2 separate regions of the Zea mays genome follow, and region 2 is linked to region 1. The links are chromatin contacts, called in public Hi-C maps. All regions are on one chromosome and are shown on one strand. The core of a region is the stretch at or near the end of the contact, and the rest is flanking DNA. Distances in the headings are between cores, read along the strand shown. Region 1 holds the start of LOC100502256. Region 2 holds the start of LOC100276552.

Region 1 (4,768 bases), core at 1,318-3,817:
AGTCTTATGATTATTTTCCCTCCGTATCTAATCAGATGCTAATCCTTGACCTTGTAATCTCTATGATGGGCATGGAAGTAAGCTTGGGCTGAATTAACAGTATCCCATCGTACTCATGCATCAACAAGTTTAGGTAATGGCCATGCCTTGTTCATTTCACTGGGTCGTGATCTATTTGGCTCTCTACTTGTAACCATTCTTCCAAGTGGAGTCTATTTTTGTATATTGCCATCCTTGCCCAGTCTATTTGTGTCGCGCGAGATTTCTTATTGATTATGTCTAGTAATGGTGTTATGACTAAAACTAATGGTGTCGTGATGAAACTGAGGGCCTCCTATGAATGTACACACATGGAAGCGCTACTTGGCACGCGCTGGTATCACAATTAGTAGTCATAATCCATTATGAGATTATATCGATATGTTATCTTTTCACAAATTATTCTTACCACATGAGATTCCTTATTGGTGCCAATTCAATAATGGTGTCACGATTAATGACTTATGGTGTCGCCGCGAAACTGAGAGCCCCTTGTGATTGTACACGCAAGGTTATGCGGCTTGGCGCATGCTGGTATCAAGGTCTCTAGTCATAATCCATTATAGAACTACACTGATGTGTTATCTTCCATGGACCTTCCCTTGAAACAATTTCTATGTTGTTTGTCAAGTAATCAAGCAACATCTATCATCTCTGTTGGATCAAAAGGGCATACCACTTCCCATGTGCGGTCTCTTTTCTCTTGATGTTAGTGGTGACTGCACACATACATGGTCTCTTCACATCATTTGTTGCGAAAAGTAAAGCCTTCAAGCTTTTCAGTATTGAGAGATAACTGATTAGTTCTCAAAATGGTGATTGATTTTCCCTGCTGCTGAGATGCAGGAGTTGTTCATTCGCTCTCTTACTTAATCCATGTATTTCCGAACCAAGTCAGTTCATCTCACATGAAGAAATGGATGAACAACCTGACCAAATGGATTTCTACTCAAGTACATGATCTCCTGTTAGCAAATGTGAACTCTTAACCCTTAGCTTGCCGATGGGTACTAATAGGACCAACTCAATGTCAAAAGTAGTTCAACAAGTTGGTTTTACTAACTTGTATCTACATTGTGAACAAAGGTTGAGTTGAGAGATCGTTTTATCGAGTTGTCTAAACTCACTTTTGTACAACCCATCTTAAGGAAGTGTTTATAAGAATCGAGATTAAGTCGGCCAGTAACCACCTAATCATCTCTCTAGTCATGCCTCGATCGTATCACATGTGATTTTCTAACATATGTGATCAAGACGAGCCATGCTAAGTATTTGATGAAATGGGTTGGTCACGAAGTCAACATCAACATATCTCTTCATTGATATTTTCTTGAATCTCTATCATCCTTCGTGGACTTGAATTCTCTGGTTAGCCACATGTTAACCGCGATAGTATTCGACATCCACACCCGTCTCATGTGCTATGAACTTACCGTGACCGCTTGTTGGTAAACCTCCTTCTATGTGTTTTACCCAAGAGGTTGCAACTAACTCTGTTTGGGTAAAGTCGCATATCTACCGCTCGCCCAACAAACTCAGATAGTACAGTGTCATCAGAAAAAGCAAACTGCACACATGGAACCTTATGTGTTCTTTTGGCAGACATCGTCTCTATTGGTGGACATCTCTAAACTAGCTTAAGGCGATACATGTTATGTCCACTAGAGAAACCCCATCCTGAGACACTCGCCTTTGCTTGGAACTACCTTATACTATCACTGATATGGACATGAGTTACATGCTTCTCTACTCTTAAAAGTCTTTCGCTCCAAATCTCGGGATGAGATTCTTTTAAGGGGGGAGGGCTGTAACACCCCAGGTGTTATCTCCCGTTAAACAGCGAATATGGACTTAAGCAAGAACTACTGGGGTGAATAACGATTTCGATATTAGCCCCCATTTCCGATTACCGAGATTATTCGAGAAATCTCATTTAGCTTGGAATTTAATCATCTCACAAAAGTTCAAGTTTGATGCCGTATTCATCTCCATAATCTTAACAATTAAAAAGGTTTCATGAAACTTTTGGATTATCGAGTCTCGTTTGCTGGCGAAGTTGGAGATGTTCGGATCACGCGCGTAAGTGAATATGAATTTGGAGCCCCGCGCTGTCCGAAAAGAACAATGCGCCAGCACATTAATTGAATTGTTTCTCTCAGCATGTTATTCTTGCCATCAGATCAAATGATCGATATCTGGCGAGAATCGTAACAATTGGACGGGACTAAATACAGTCTTAAATACCGAAGCTGAACTCGTTTTAATCTGATCCGTTTACATTTTGCCCAGAATAGTCACGAAAGCTATCTAAACGAAATTTAGCCAGAAGTGTTAATCCTCTGATTTTTCCGTTTTATAATTTGTAGCCGCATAGCGCGTCGACCCATTATACATCGCTAAAAATCTTGATTCAAAATATCTATGATTTCCTTTTAAAAAAAGAGAAGAAATAAAAAAAGAAAATATCCCAGGGATCTTATCCTCACACCGCTCTCTCTTCCCTGATCTTTTCACCGCTCATGGGTCAACGACCTTATCCCTCACGCCGCGCGCTCTCCCTGGTGCTTCCTGCTCATCCATGGCGCGCTCCAATCCAGCTCCACGACCTCCCTCCGCCCCTCCCATCCATGGCCGCCCTCTCTGCTCGCTCGGCTTCCAGGTCCATGGCCGAGCTCCCATCCCCCGTGCGCGCGCCCCAGGCCCCTGCTCGGATTTCGCCCATCCGAGCTCCCTCGCTATGGCCGTCTCGCCCCTGCTCCAGCTCGGCTCCTCACCAGCAGTTTCTTTGGTGCTACTACGAGCTTGTCGTACCTCCGCTCCATGCCCTGCGTCTTCCCCACCAAGTCCCCCTCTGCTCTAGCCCTTGACCATGGCGTCTGGCACTCTGGCTCCTCCCCTCTGCTATCTCCCTCCTCAAGCCATGCACTCGGGTGTCGATCCCCTGCGCCACAGCAACCGTCCAGTCACGCCCAGGATCGTTTTGGTGTGCGCGTCGTTTTCCTGGCTCTCCTCACGCCGATGGTTGCTGCTCCCCATCACGCCGAGCTCCTCACTGTCGTGCGTCACTACGGGCTTGTCCTCAGTCAACGCGTTGTTGCCGGACGTGGTTGTCTCCGTCACTTGCGTCAGCTCACCAGCCCTACAGCTCTTTACGCCACCATCTTGTATCGCCGTCGATCTCGCCGTCGAACGTCATTCGTGGCGTCATCATCGTCCCTATCCACTCGTTTAGGTTCTCGCCATGCCATGGCGCACGGGAAGGTTGGCCGGAGTTGGCCATGGTGGTTGGGCACTGCTATTTTATGCGCCATGCTATGGTCGCACCCCCTTCCATGCTATTGTGTCGTGGCTGTCCTCGTCTCCTTTGTCGTGCATTTTCGACTCCAACCACTGCTTGCAGCATCGTCGATGTCACGCCTTTGTTAGACTTGACATGTCAAACTCCTTCCCGTCGCGCCTCGTGTGCCACTTGTTCGGCTAAATGTGAGACTCGGTCGTCGACACGCTGGCCGTCTCTTGGGATTCGACGTCGTCATCGCTTCCACCACCAGATGCTCAATGAAACGCCTAACCCTCGGAACTGTCATCATTCCAACAGCTTCGCCGCGTCTTGCGTCCCAGCTGGTGAGACTCGCAGTCCTCGCTCTGTTTAATTTCTCATCAGACGCCGATGTGGCTAGCTATGGATTTATGTATGTATGTGTGTTTGCGTGGAGGTCCCTATTCGCTGTCCACCTATTGCGCGACGAAAGGCTCGAACTGGGCATCGTTGTCAATCTCGTGGTTTCAAGTCGGATTTAGGTAATAGTAGCCAGTTCGTTACTTCCGCTATTGGTCGAATGAATTTAGTTAAACATATTAGTTGTGTCATTTCTCTCGTCGATAGCATGTGCGGTGTGGTCATAAGAATAATGTTTATTGAAATGCTCGAGTCACTTCCTGTGATAGGATCGTGTGTATGGTCAAATGCCTTAGTTACTTGTGATGCTATAGTCGTATTTTGTAATTGTGAGCTCGTGTTTGAATTATCATTTTGTGTGAGGAGTATTTGGGTAAACATGTATGTCTAGTGTATTTGAATTGATCTGATGTTGTGATGGGCTTGTGTTCAATGGTGAGTTTAATTTGCTACTCATGTTAATTAGCTTAATTCGTAGATTTAATAGGATATTAGTGAGACACAAAATAAGTTTAGTGTTTTTATCAACGTGGTGCTAGATTGTATCAGTGATGTGTGACGATTGTGTTAACGTGATAGAGTTTATTATTGTTTAGTAAATGCATTGCTTAGTAGGGTTTGGACTAAAATATGTGATTATATGAATTGAAACTAAATTGTTCTTCATGAGCGATGTGTGGTATAATTAATAATGCGAGGGATAAGTTTAGCATTTAATTAGTTAGCCGATAAGTTCTGGTTAGGCTAATTGTGTTAAGTGTGTATAGTTTGTTGCTTCGTGATGTTTGCGTTAGATTCGGTTAATCTAGAGAAGCGTGATTATTGCGCTTGGTCATATGGCGATAGGTAGTGTTTGCTCATGAAATGTCGTGATGCCTTCCCATTAAGTGTATAATTCTATACTGTGTAAAATCGTAATATTATCTTGCGATATTCGTCTTGATATTCATACATGTGATCGTGCATCCCATGAGGTACGTTAATTGATCAGGTGATGCGTAAGACGACCCAAGTCGACCCCAAGATGGTGTGAAGGGTGGGCTACTCCAC
Region 2 (4,768 bases), core at 1,607-4,106, 150 kb after region 1:
TAAAAATATTTTTATAATAGATTTAATTATATCCACTTAATATGATAAAAAATAATTTCCGTGTATTTATATGTTGTTTAACTTTTTTAATAAATTTTGCTAGTATTAAGAAACATGTTATATTTGCAGTTAAAATAAAATTAATGTAAAAAAAATAAGGTAACATAGAACAAGTAACGAATCTTATATAAAATCAATTAAACTTATAAATACTAGTACTATCTTCTACAATTGCATCTTTCATTGACGGAGTATTTGCGATAGATAGTAGTCATCTACTGCTAGTTAGTTGGACAAATAAATATCAGTGTAGTTTTATATAAACTTAGTCATTTTTTAAAAAAAATGACTTCTTAAAAAATAAGGTGTACATTTATTTTAGAACCGAGGAAAGAGATATGTACTAGTGGATTTAGAGTTATCACGTCACGATATTAAAAACTCTCTCTCTCTCTCTCTTTTTTCTAAAGGATGATTCATGATGAGGTGTACCAAATGAATAAAAAAGAAGTGGTAGGAGTAGGTTCCACGTTCCACCAGCAGCCTGAAGAGTCGTTGCACCTTAATGTCACGGAAAGCATTATTGCCCGGTGGACCCGGCAGTACTCGGTGCCAGATGCCGCGTGATGCACGCCGCCGAATAAAAGCAATTTATTCGAAAGGTAAGTCAAAATAATAGTTGGAAACATTCAAAAAATAGCGATAGAAAATTTCAGTATCACAAAACGGTAGGTAGCGTATGGACATCCCGTGCCCAGCAGATAGCGGTTTGGCGGACAGGAGATGGATGCATGTCGGCCGCCGGTTTTGTCCTGTACAGGGGCACAATAATGCACCGGAGTATGGAAACACAAATTGCACAAAGCAACTTATCTTGTTACGCCATCCATTTATCTTATTATTACTTCCTCCGTTCAGAATTACAAAGCCACATAGAGCACATCCGAGGTACATACAGACTACAGAGAGTTTGCAGATACATAGATATTCCATAATGCAACATAACACGTAAGATTCTTAGGAGCTTGTTTAGGAGCTTGTTTAGGAGCGAAAAAACTTTAGCCCCTCCAATATCATTGCCACCAAACAAGACTAAGTGTCGTTTGTTGCCACCACGCAGCACTTATCTTAGACCTTGTCCAGCAGTTTATCCATAGTTTACTCAAAACACTACTGTATTTTAGACTACTATTCACAGAGTGAAATTTGAATATATGTATAATATATGAATAAGCTGCTGGACATAATAATCTTAAAGCTACCGCGCGTTACATATGGGCCAACTATTTTTTTCTAAAATAACCTGCTATTTCTTTTATTTTCTTTTCTCTTCCACTCGGAATATCGTTTTGAAAAGCTTTCACCTCGCTGTCAGCTTGCCGGCCAGCATCAATAGCTTCATTGGTGCCGTATAGTCCCAATAGTTTATGAAACGACGGCTTTTTATGCATGGTAGTCCAATAGATATGTTCTAATAAGACGGGAAGAACATATGGAACCCATGCATGAGCACCAAACAAGAAATCTAACTTTTATCATGGAAGATATATGTGTTCCAGCAAGTACTCTGATTGTTTCTCCTTAGGTTCTTCAGATCTATACAGTCTTCCTCCTCTCCTTTCTTGTTCACATGTAGCCTCCATATACAAAGATATCCTCTGTAGTTCTACTCTGCCCTTGGTCTCCACTTCTCTTGATACAATTAACTCCCGTGCTGGGGGACTATCCAGCATACTTATTAGTACTAGGTGAGGCCGGAAATTTCTTCTCGTGCAGAGAACAGGCTCAATTATCGGTAACCCAAGCTTAGTTGTCGTCATCAGCTCCTCTTTGACTCTTAGCAGAGTAAACCAGAGAGATCTCCTCTGCCATCGGGCACAGCAGCACCGGATCTGGTCGCGCCGAGCTCCAGATCTGCCAGTCTGTCCACGCCGGCAAGCTAAAACAACCGAGGCGACAGCTAAAATGGCGGAGAGTGGAAGAGAAAAGGCCAAGAAATTAGGAATTAGAGAACAACCTAGTTGGCCCTGGGATCTAACGCGCGGTGCCGAACCAAGGCCGGCAGTATGCGCCTTGTGGTGGCAAACGAACCTAGTTGGAGGCTGCATCCTTGGCCGCGGCGGGCCGTGGCGCCACCGCTGGCATGACAGGCTTCTCGCTGTGGACGAAGAAAGCGTAGAAGCCGCCACAGGTGGTAGCGGCTGCCATCGACCAGACAACAAGTTTGACTGGCAGGGGCATAATCTCAGCCACCTTGTAACTGAACATGATAGTAAGGAGGGTCGTGAGGCTCCAAACCCCAGCCTTGACCCTCGCGCGCTTTTGGGAGTGCTGCTGATCCAACTGCTCGTAGTAGCGCAAGCAGGCGAACAGGGCCACCAGGTCGAGATAAGATACCACGACGAAAGCGACGGAGCCGGCGTCACCGTTGGACCGATAAATCGCCATGCCTGAGTTGAAGGTGAGGAATAGGAAGCCAAGCACCGTGAGCCAGGAGAAGTCGGCCATTGCTGCAGGCGGCGGCGACCTCTGCTGCCCGGAACCAGGCAGCTTCTTTAATACCTCGATGTATCAGCAACGAAAGACGGAGGACGCAAGGCCAAGAAGCCTGTTTTTCGAAAGGGATCAGAACCCGTCGCTCATCTGCCGATATGAATGGGGAAGAGAAGAAAAAAATAAGATGGAGAGGAGCTTACCTTACGTAACGGCGAGAACTAGCAATCAGGGGCAGGGCAAGCTCGCCGCGGGGGCTGATTGCAGCGGAGGCGTTACAAAGCGCGTTGGTCGGTTGTAATAAGTTTTCTCTCCAACGAGCCCCTAGTCCGCTATATAGCGGCTGTTTGGTTGTTTGGACCACTAGATCCTAGATTCCTAGTTAAACCTAAGATGCAGGCTGGACTATACAGGGCCATATGACACTAACAAGGTGGGTCGGCCCGAGCACAGCACTAAAAAGCACGGCCCAGGTACGACACGACCCGTTCCATACAGTGCCAGTGTTGGGTCCGGCCCGTACACAGTGCCGGGCCCGGCTGGTACACAGTGTCGTGCCTGGGCCACCAACTCGGTCCGTAGTGTCGGCCCAGGCCCGACACGATTAAATGGGCTGGCACGGCTTTGGCACCGCCCTGGCGCCAGCGCGCGTGGCCCAGCCCAGCCATCAAAGCACCGAGCACGCCCGCGGCCTGCGCTAGTGCGTCACTGCGTCTGCACGTGTAAACCCTAAAGTCGCTCTCAGCTGCGGGCGATTGGGCGAACTCTCCTCTCCCTCGTTCCCTCCGCCTCCGCTCAGCGCTCCGGTCTCCCTCTCCGGTCTCCGGCTCTCCGCCTCCGCTCGGATCGATCGTCGGAGATCCTCTCCCCCGCTCCATCCTCAAGACCTCAACGGATTTGCGCATTTGTGGAATGGGTAACTCATATCCATAACCCTAGCTCCGTTCTCCCTCATCTGTCTCCTCTCTCCTGTCTTCTTCTCCCCCTCCGGTGTCATCTACACCAACTAGCACTGGCACACGACACAGCATCATCCTCGTCTACCTCGTCGTCTTCCTCGAGCAATCAAGCTCATACGCCGTCGGCTTGTACGGTGCTCCGGAATAAATCCGTCGAGGAACCGGGTGACCGGATCGATTGTTCGTCGATGGTCGACCAGTCGACATCGCCTGCGGAGATCCCGGTGCTCCGGCTTATTAGATAACGGGTAACCCTAACCCTAATCTCTTTTATTATGTAACCCTAGCTCCAGTCTCCCTCTCCTATCTCCTATCTTCTTCTCCCCCTCCGGTACTGTCCGGCACTGGCACACAACATCATCGTCATCTCCCTCGAGCTCAAACGTCGTCGGCTGCTACGGTGCTCCGAATTCAAATCCGTCGAGGAACCGGGTGGCCGGATCGGTAGTTCGTCGATGGTCGACCGGTCGTCGTCGCCTACGGAGATCCTGGTGCTCCGGCTTATTAGGTAATGGGTAACCCTAACCCTAATCTATTTTATTATGTAACCCTAACCCTAATCTTGTATTCATGTTGTAGCCGTTGAGGAACCGGGACTCCGATGGCCGTCTCCGATGATGAAACTGTTGAGATTGACTGCAACGAGGAGCGACGGTTGTGCGGGTTGGCCAGAGATGACGATGAGGATGACCTCCGGGAGGATGCTGCAGTGCTCTTTGGCCATAGCAGTGAGCATCCCATCCATGTAGGTGATGAACAAAAAGTCGGTGGCCAGGAAGGTGAAGGGGACGAACACAGTGCCAAGCGTTGTCGTCCTTCTACTTCTGCAGTCTGGTTAGATTTCGAGAAACTTTTCAAAATCGTGAACGGTAAGAAGGTAAGTTTGCAGCTAAGTGCATACATTGCTCTAAGCAATATTCTTCTCTCTCTAGTGGTGGCACTGGCCAACTCAGCCGACATAGGGATAGATGTCCTAGGAGGCGTGAAAAAACCCGCATGTCTCAGTCTCAGATATCTTTTAATCGTGATGGTAGTATGCATAACTGGGAGTACTATCCTATGGTTGCACGTAATGAATTGGTTCGATTGCTTGCTAGGCTAGAAATTCCTATTAATTTGGGTGAAAATGCTGCGTTTGAACTGCTCATAATCCTAAATTTGTGCCTGTCTCTAGGCAAACCACCACCAGAGACATGGTTAAATACTTCACTGACAAAAAGGCTAAGCTTGTTGAGACTCTTACTTCTTTTGATGTTAATTGTGTGTGTTTGACCTCTGACATTTGGTCTGGTAATGCCAAAGAGGACTACCTTAGT

Evidence for each region. Hi-C and Micro-C count contacts between places; a contact is called where the count stands out from the background.
Region 2: a contact with region 1 is called in a Hi-C map of bundle sheath, with 2.2 times the contacts expected there. The contact joins the promoter of LOC100276552 here to the promoter of LOC100502256 in region 1. A contact is called at or near these places in 2 of 25 Hi-C or Micro-C datasets (bundle sheath and tassel).

What each region holds. Positions count from the first base shown.
Region 1 is chr9:87,401,154-87,405,921 of Zm-B73-REFERENCE-NAM-5.0, forward strand. It overlaps LOC100502256, which reads left to right and starts at 2,568. Exons shown (of 1, transcript NM_001196733.1): 1 at 2,568-4,001. The coding sequence starts at 2,860. The coding sequence ends at 3,465.
Region 2 is chr9:87,553,393-87,558,160 of Zm-B73-REFERENCE-NAM-5.0, forward strand. LOC100276552 reads right to left here and starts at 2,857. Exons shown (of 2, transcript NM_001150313.2): 1 at 2,697-2,857; 2 at 870-2,608. The coding sequence starts at 2,508. The coding sequence ends at 2,092.